Regions from separate parts of the Astyanax mexicanus genome. Here region 1 is linked to region 2. The links are chromatin contacts, called in public Hi-C maps. All regions are on one chromosome and are shown on one strand. Each heading gives the region's core, a stretch centred on a gene start, on an enhancer-like site or on the middle of the called end of the contact. The rest is flanking DNA. Distances are from core to core; before and after follow the strand shown. Region 1 holds the start of LOC103036150 (protein SCO2 homolog, mitochondrial). Region 2 overlaps LOC107197522 (proline-rich protein 5).

What was found. Hi-C and Micro-C count contacts between places; a contact is called where the count stands out from the background.
Region 1: a contact with region 2 is called in a Hi-C map of muscle, with 11 times the contacts expected there. The contact joins the promoter of LOC103036150 here to the enhancer-like site in region 2. A contact is called at or near these places in 2 of 3 Hi-C or Micro-C datasets (blood and muscle).

What each region holds. Positions count from the first base shown.
Region 1 is chr2:36,348,611-36,352,197 of AstMex3_surface, reverse strand. LOC103036150 (protein SCO2 homolog, mitochondrial) reads right to left here and starts at 1,772. Exons shown (of 2, transcript XM_007244990.4): 1 at 1,674-1,772.
Region 2 is chr2:36,281,111-36,284,673 of AstMex3_surface, reverse strand. It overlaps LOC107197522 (proline-rich protein 5), which reads left to right. Exons shown (of 9, transcript XM_022671658.2): 8 at 417-555; 9 at 1,102-2,429. The coding sequence ends at 1,679. Among protein-coding and RNA genes, the nearest start is that of LOC125798969, 24 kb to the right of the region's middle. Within about 2 kb of position 1,548, the one cell type or tissue checked has an H3K27ac peak away from gene starts, as active enhancers do.

The DNA.
Region 1 (3,587 bases), core at 523-3,022, 67 kb before region 2:
TAAAACTAACTTTTAATAAACATTTGGCTCAAAATAGCACAAAAATGCATAATGTTCAATAAATAAATGTTTAAGCTTGTCTTGGCTACTGCGCCTGCACATATCTCCACGATGGCTCTCCTCTGCTCAAGCAGCAAGCTGATCACCACTTTTTGTTGAAGGGTGGGACTTTATTCATGAACGGGCACCATAATTAGTGCTATAAGAAATCTCATTTATACAGCGGTCAGTGACCTGTCCTAAATACCTTGTTAATGAAGAAACAAGCCACTGACCATTGTGTGAATAGGAGATCCTGTAATGTTAATCAAGGCATCTGTACCATGACAAAGTGCCATCAGCATGCTGGTTGTGCAGGAGTAAAGGGCCGTTTCTCAATCTGTGTTTTTGTCCGTACTTGTGTTTTGTGGACTAGGGAAATGCCATCAGCTGCAGCCCAAGTACTGTTCCAGAATTTGCACTTCCAATTTCACTACAAATACTCAGATAAGTTCTTGTTTCTCCTTTATTATCAAGGATGCATGGAAGGTGACTTGTGTGGACTTCTTACAGTCCGATATCCCAGAATGCAACCTGCACCAGTATCGGCGGAGGAGAATGTATATACCTGTAAGTTATAGGTTTAAAAAAATAGTACTGCTGTGCGATAAAATAAAGTTTGAAGTTTTTTTTAGGCGAGAATGTAGTGGTTTAGACTTCAGATATGTGGTTTATTTGTTAAGGAATGGTTCTGTGCAAATGGGCTTAATGTTTTCGGAACAACTTTCCACTTCACTGATTTAGAGCAGTCATCAAGTATTTTATTCAATTACAGAATAAAAGTCTCGCAAGTCAAGCTTACTAAGTTCATTCTGGCCAAGTACAGGAGTCCAAACATGTGTACTTCGTATTAAGAAACGGCCTAGGAGAGAGTGAAGGTGTCAGTGGATAAGACCACCTTCGCTGTGTAGATGAGCGCAGGCATAGTAGCCATGACAAGCTGAAAACATCTGTTTTTTTGTGCATTATTGTGTCGAAAATTATTAACTGCTCATGGGGTTTTATTAGATTTTATCAGCAATTTTAAAACACATTTCTGGGTTTTGGGTTCTATTGTGTTCTATACCTGGCAATCAAGTGTGTAGAAAAAGGGCTGGGCAGCAGTCGAGATCAGCAGCTAAACTACACACAGATATCCGCTCCGGTAACAGACAATTTACAGACAAAACACTTAGTACACATAGTAGTCCTTCAACGTGAACAGCACTGAACTAGACTCACAGCTAAAGGCTTGATCTCAAATGACTCCTTCCTCCCTAAGAAGTGCACTTGTTAGCTTTATAGATTATGAAACAGCAGTTATGAATGCGACCTTGGCATTATAACTCTTATATAAAGCCACGTTTATTCAGTCACAGGTTTCAGCGGACAGTTTAACTAAATTACATTATTTACTTGTAGAGCCCACAGTGCCCTTGTTCTGTTATATATTTAGTTCAATCTGCTAGGGAGCAGGGAGCGGTTTGAGACGCGCCCTGAGTGAAACTCCTCACACTGCTGGTGTCAGAGCCTCGCGCGCTTACTGTACCCTCGCCCACAAACTACAGGCTGATACTGAAGCGCCTATACAAAGATTACACGCAGCTACCAGTGCATAGGGCTAAAACCAGTGAAATACAGCCGTTAATACGAACCCGCAGTCCGCTCTGCACTGATACACTCCCGACACCGGCGGACAGCGCTGACAGCGTGTGTGCGGTAAATACATTGTTTTATTCGGAACGGCAGATTCACTTCTGAGCAGCACATGCACGTTCAACAGATTTAACATACAGATCAAAGTTCTTAAATAATTATATCTGACTCTTTACGTGGCGAACTGAACTAGGATAGCTGCATAATCGAGGTAATTAAGAGAATGTACAGTTATTGAGTTTTGCGGAGGTAGAAAATCCATTGGCAGATTCGCTACAGAAATACCCGAATAAAATCTCTCCCGGGTTTGTTGGACCGATAGAGGGCGCTCCAGAGTGATTCCAAAATTGGCTGTTATTATAGAGCAATTAAACCAAAATCATGGGTTTATAAATGTTTCATAATTTTTATACGTTATGTTTCAGCATCATCTGTTATTGTTCTGTGTAAAGCTTTTAAAGGTGCTCTGCCTTCAGCCAGCAACAGTTCACCAACCAGTCAGCATGCAGCAGCAGTAATGCTAACGCCTTTACTGCCTAAAACCTGTTTACTGAAAAAAAGAACAAATATAAGTAGATTTTCTTTTTTTTCCAAAAAATAAAAATTAAATTACTGTCCAAAATTCAAGGTATATAACTACTTGTTTACTATTTAAAATACTAGTTCACTCTTTGTGTTTTTAGCTGTTTAGCTCGATTAACGCTCATTCATTCACTCATGCTGCCTTCAAACTCGTATTTTTAGCTGAGCCATGAGTTTCCCAGTTTGGGCGTGTCAGTAACAAGAGATAAATAAATAAATTATATTTATTTAAATTGATAAATAAATGAAATAAATTGATGCAGACAGCTGTTCATATTGTGAACAGCTTAAAACTTTGAACACTTGCAGGTTGTTATTAGCTAACTAATAAAATCACTAGCAATACATGAAAAAATGTAAAAGTCTAGTATAATTCACGCTTCAATAATCTAATGTATAATCTAGTATAATTCACGCTTCAATAATCTAATGTATAATCTAGTATAATTCACGCTTCAATAATCTAATGCGGGTCTTATTCGCTTCATTTCCACATTCAGTGGCGCTACTGTGTTTCTCTTTGCCAACATAGCAATATGACAGAAATTTACCTGAACATATGTCAGTTCCAGACCACCACACCCGTTATTGTAAATATATTTGTAAGTTACATCACTATTTAATTGGTGCAGGTGTAAGGCATGAGAATACTGTTGGTAGGGTTTTAAACAATAGACATCACGATGTGGATTTTAGGCTTTGGCTTAGTGGATGGTGTGAAAAAATGACAGTTCTGAACACTGACTTTTATGTTTTATATAATAAATGGGGTTTCTCCCCATGTTCACTCGACTCGTTTATAAACAGTGCTAACATAAGATGCTTTACTCTGTCCACTCCATTGAAATTATATTATAAGGTAAGTAAAAAATTTAATAAAAACCTTTTTTTATTACCTCAGCAAAACAAACAAGAGCTAACTCTCTAAAATGAGTTTTTGCAGCTGGGATGTCTGACCTGTACAGCCCAAGTAGCTGTGGTACAATTATTGGAGTTAAAATTACTCAGAGCTTCTGTTGACCACTTGAAGTCAGAGTGAGTAAACTAGTGGAGCTCAAGCTCCCACCTAACTTTCACATTTCTATGCTCTAAAGGAATATGGGATTTTAGTAATAAAAAAAAGACTAAAAAAAATGACTCATTAAAATTACACTGTCAGGAGAGAATATAATGTCATTTTTACTGATCAAGTGTTGCCAGTGATTTGTGCAAAATATCTCTCTTCTATAATGAGCTATATTTTTGCAAATATGAACTTAAACAAAATCTTTTTCTTTTTACTGGTTGAATAGGAAGATAATTCCAAATATCCACAGTGTAAATTTTACTAT
Region 2 (3,563 bases), core at 299-2,798:
CATCAGAGAAGTAGTGCACTGAAGTAAAGAAAAAGCATTGAATGAAGTTCTTCCTGCTCACACTTTCCTTCAACACAACACATCCTGGAAAAGACCAATAATGTACAATTGCCATTTCTAAATTAAGCACAAACCACTGTGTCTGATCCAGTTCTGTGCCCTGGCTTTACAGAGTGGACAAACTCTGTTAGAGAAACGAGTAAACACTCATTTAAAGTTGTTTGCTTATGTCTGCGGTTCTCTTCATTCACTGGACAGGAACAGAACATTAGCTTAGCACCACCATGTGGCTAGTGAAGAGTATTACAAAGAAGGAACTGCTTATTTTCATTTTAAGAAACATTAGAAGGTCCAGAGTTAAGAGTGGTTTTGAATGAATCTGTTTGATGAACTCGTGTCCTGTGCTGATTCTGCAGGGAGTGCATGAGTCTAGAGGAGTGACTGAGGACTACCTGAAGCTGGAGGCTCTGATCCAGAAGGTCGTGTCTCCGTATCTGGGCACTCATGGTCTCTACACTGATGATGGCTCTGTGGCACAGTGCTCGTGTGTGCTGGGTAAGACTCAGTCAAACCATCTGCTATTTCATCCTTAAATTTACAGATGCAGAGCAGATACAGATGTTATATAATTCAGAATTCATTATTGCATGTTTCAAGCTGCATGTTCACTGTGAACTCTTAATAATTTTAGATCAGTTTTTTAAGAGGAATCAACCACAAATTCTGCATGGTTGAAAATAGACATAACAACTAGACAATCGTAACAAACTTAAAGGTTTGGAGGACATGAAAGGATTTATTTGTATTTAGGAAAATATTGATTTTAAAATGTTAAAAGTTCAGGAAATAGCCAATTTTATCATTTATATTCATTATGTTTTGAAAGTTGCAGGACTAATATTTTTCAATATTTTTTATTACAATTACAGCTAAGATTTTCAGTAATATTTCTTAGTAAACATTAAACTTTTATATGTAATTATTAAACAGAAATCCTTAAGATATAGCTGTGTAATATGGGCAGAAATTCGTCAAAAATGCTGGCATCTATTATGACATTATTAATATTATTATTATTGTTAATTTCTCCGTGTCTCTTAGAGAAACGGCTGATGCGGCGCTGGCCCAAGCCCGGTGACCCACCTGCTAAAAACCCTGTGGTTCGTTCAAAGAGCTACAACATCCCCATGCTGACCCCTGTGGTGGAGTACGACACAGAGACAGCGTCAGTGGGCAGTGTGGGGGTCCGTCGTCACTCGGTGTGCGAGATGACTTCCTGCCTGGAAGAGCCCGCCTTCTCCAGTGTGCCGTCCAGTCCTGAGACAGGCATCGCCTCCCCGCTCTCCACCAGCCAGCCCAGCGCCTCCATAGAGCAAGAGTCAGTCCTGTCCGCCTCCGCAGGGCAGAGAGATAACAGCCCCCCGCCCGAGTCCCCCTCTATCTGTCCCGAATGTTCCCCAGGACCCTTTGAACCAAGCGGCCTGCGGGACTCGGGTTCCGACCCAGGCGAGGAGGAGGAGGCCTCGCTGCCCAGCGGCTCGTCCAGCCCAGAGACAATAGTAGATCAGATCCTGGAGTCTCTGGACTCGGACGCAGAGGGAATATTCATAGAGTTCCCCCGACGCTGCTCAGACTCCTCCACGTTCAGCAGAGAGAGCGAGCAGCAGAGCGTCGCCTGAAACTCCCATTCCCACACAACCACAGCCTGAAAAACCATTCCACAGCTGCTCCAGTTTTCAAAAACTTTTTAACACAATCAAAGAGTTAATGGGTTTAACAAATGGGATTTTATTTACTTTTGTAGATGCTTCCTGGAGATTTCCAGTAATTTGACATTCCTTGTTCTTTTATATGCTGAACGTTTGAGGAGAAACACTCCACCAGATCTGCTTAGCTAACCAAGTGGAACAAGGTACAAACTGACCTGACCTATATCTATATTTTAAAAGTTGGTTTTCTGGTAGAAAGTGAGGGAAAAGGCTTAGATTATATTTTTAGGGAATTCATTTCTAAAGAATTATGGATAATAAAACATAAACATTTAAAATAATCAACAAAAACCTAAGAAAATGTTAATATTTTACAGAATCTTTGATTTGTGTTCTCTCTGAATTTTGTAAACTATTTTGACAATCACGGGTCCCTTTTAGAATAATAAATTAATATATTCTAATTGTTACAAGCCTATTTATTTGTATAATTTTGTATAAAACCATGAATAATAATAATCAGGATTAAATACAGATGTTAAATTTGTTCTCATGTTTTTGTACTGATTCATAAATGTGTTGCACCTGTACGTTGGCTGACTGAGTGCCGGTTGGGGAGTTGGAGAAGTTTGAGTTTAGCTGATTCTTGAGAATAATTAACGGGAGTGGTAACTGTGATTAGTGTGGTTAATGTTAACTTCAGTAAAGCATTTAAACTCAGACTGACTCTCTGCATGCCTTCAGCACCAGCACACATTAACTCTGCAGGAAATGCTGCAGAGGGGAGGAGGAGGAGGAGGTCACATTCCTTCTGACAGGTGAGGCAGAACCACTGGATCAGACACTGATTTTCTCTTATCCTAGAAAAATCATTTGTAGATGTCATTAGACATTTTTTAACCAAATTTTGCTATTGCCTGGTATTTACCCTCACCAATCTCAAATTGAAAGGGTTTATGAATGAGCTGATTTGTGGGAATGGCCGTGTTAAAGCAGAGATGACGACAACAACAGCATTATGAGCAAAAGCAGGGGAAAGAGACCCATTACAATTGTTTTTTTTTTATGATTTTTAGCAAGATTAATTAGTGTATGTTAGACGTCTGAAAATGTTACACCAGCTGTTAATTAAGAAAATAGGTTAACTGTAAGCACTAACATCTTGTGAAAAGATGCTAATTTAAACTATACCCATGTTAGTGAAAAGTTTAAGGGTTCCAGGTGTTTTTGTGTCTGAACCAGGCCCTTTGCAACAGGACAGGCACAGCAAGCAATTGATAATGACTGGTTATATATTGGATGCAACAACAAACTGTGTGAAAGTCTGTTTAAATTCTGTGATTTTGTGGTTAATGCAGGAAACTACAACCACACTTATCAGAATCCCTCTAATGCAGGCTCCTCCCACATGTTGCTGGTAGTAGCATATAACCAGACTGGAACATGTTCAGCAGTATCCATGCACACAAGCTGTTCACTATCTTTTAACACTAGAACAGATAAAGCTACTGGCTAACTGACACTAGTTTCACTTTCAAATCATAGGTAAAGTGGGGGATTCGTTTTGTCTGGGGCCCCCTCATGCCTTGAAACGGCCCTGGTTTGAACACAGAGTGGTGGAGATTTAATTTAAACACTTCCTCACATAAAATTTGTAGGACATTTAGATTAACATTAGAACATTAGATAACATTTCACTCTTTTCCACTTTTCCACTGGTAAACTAACCTCACGGTGTGGAGGCTGTACTGTGTCTAGCTTCCACCACCAAAAGAAAAACTTACAATAATCAGTTGATGTTTACTTACACAACTCTGATCATTCAAATTTAATATTATAAAAAAAGAGAGTTTG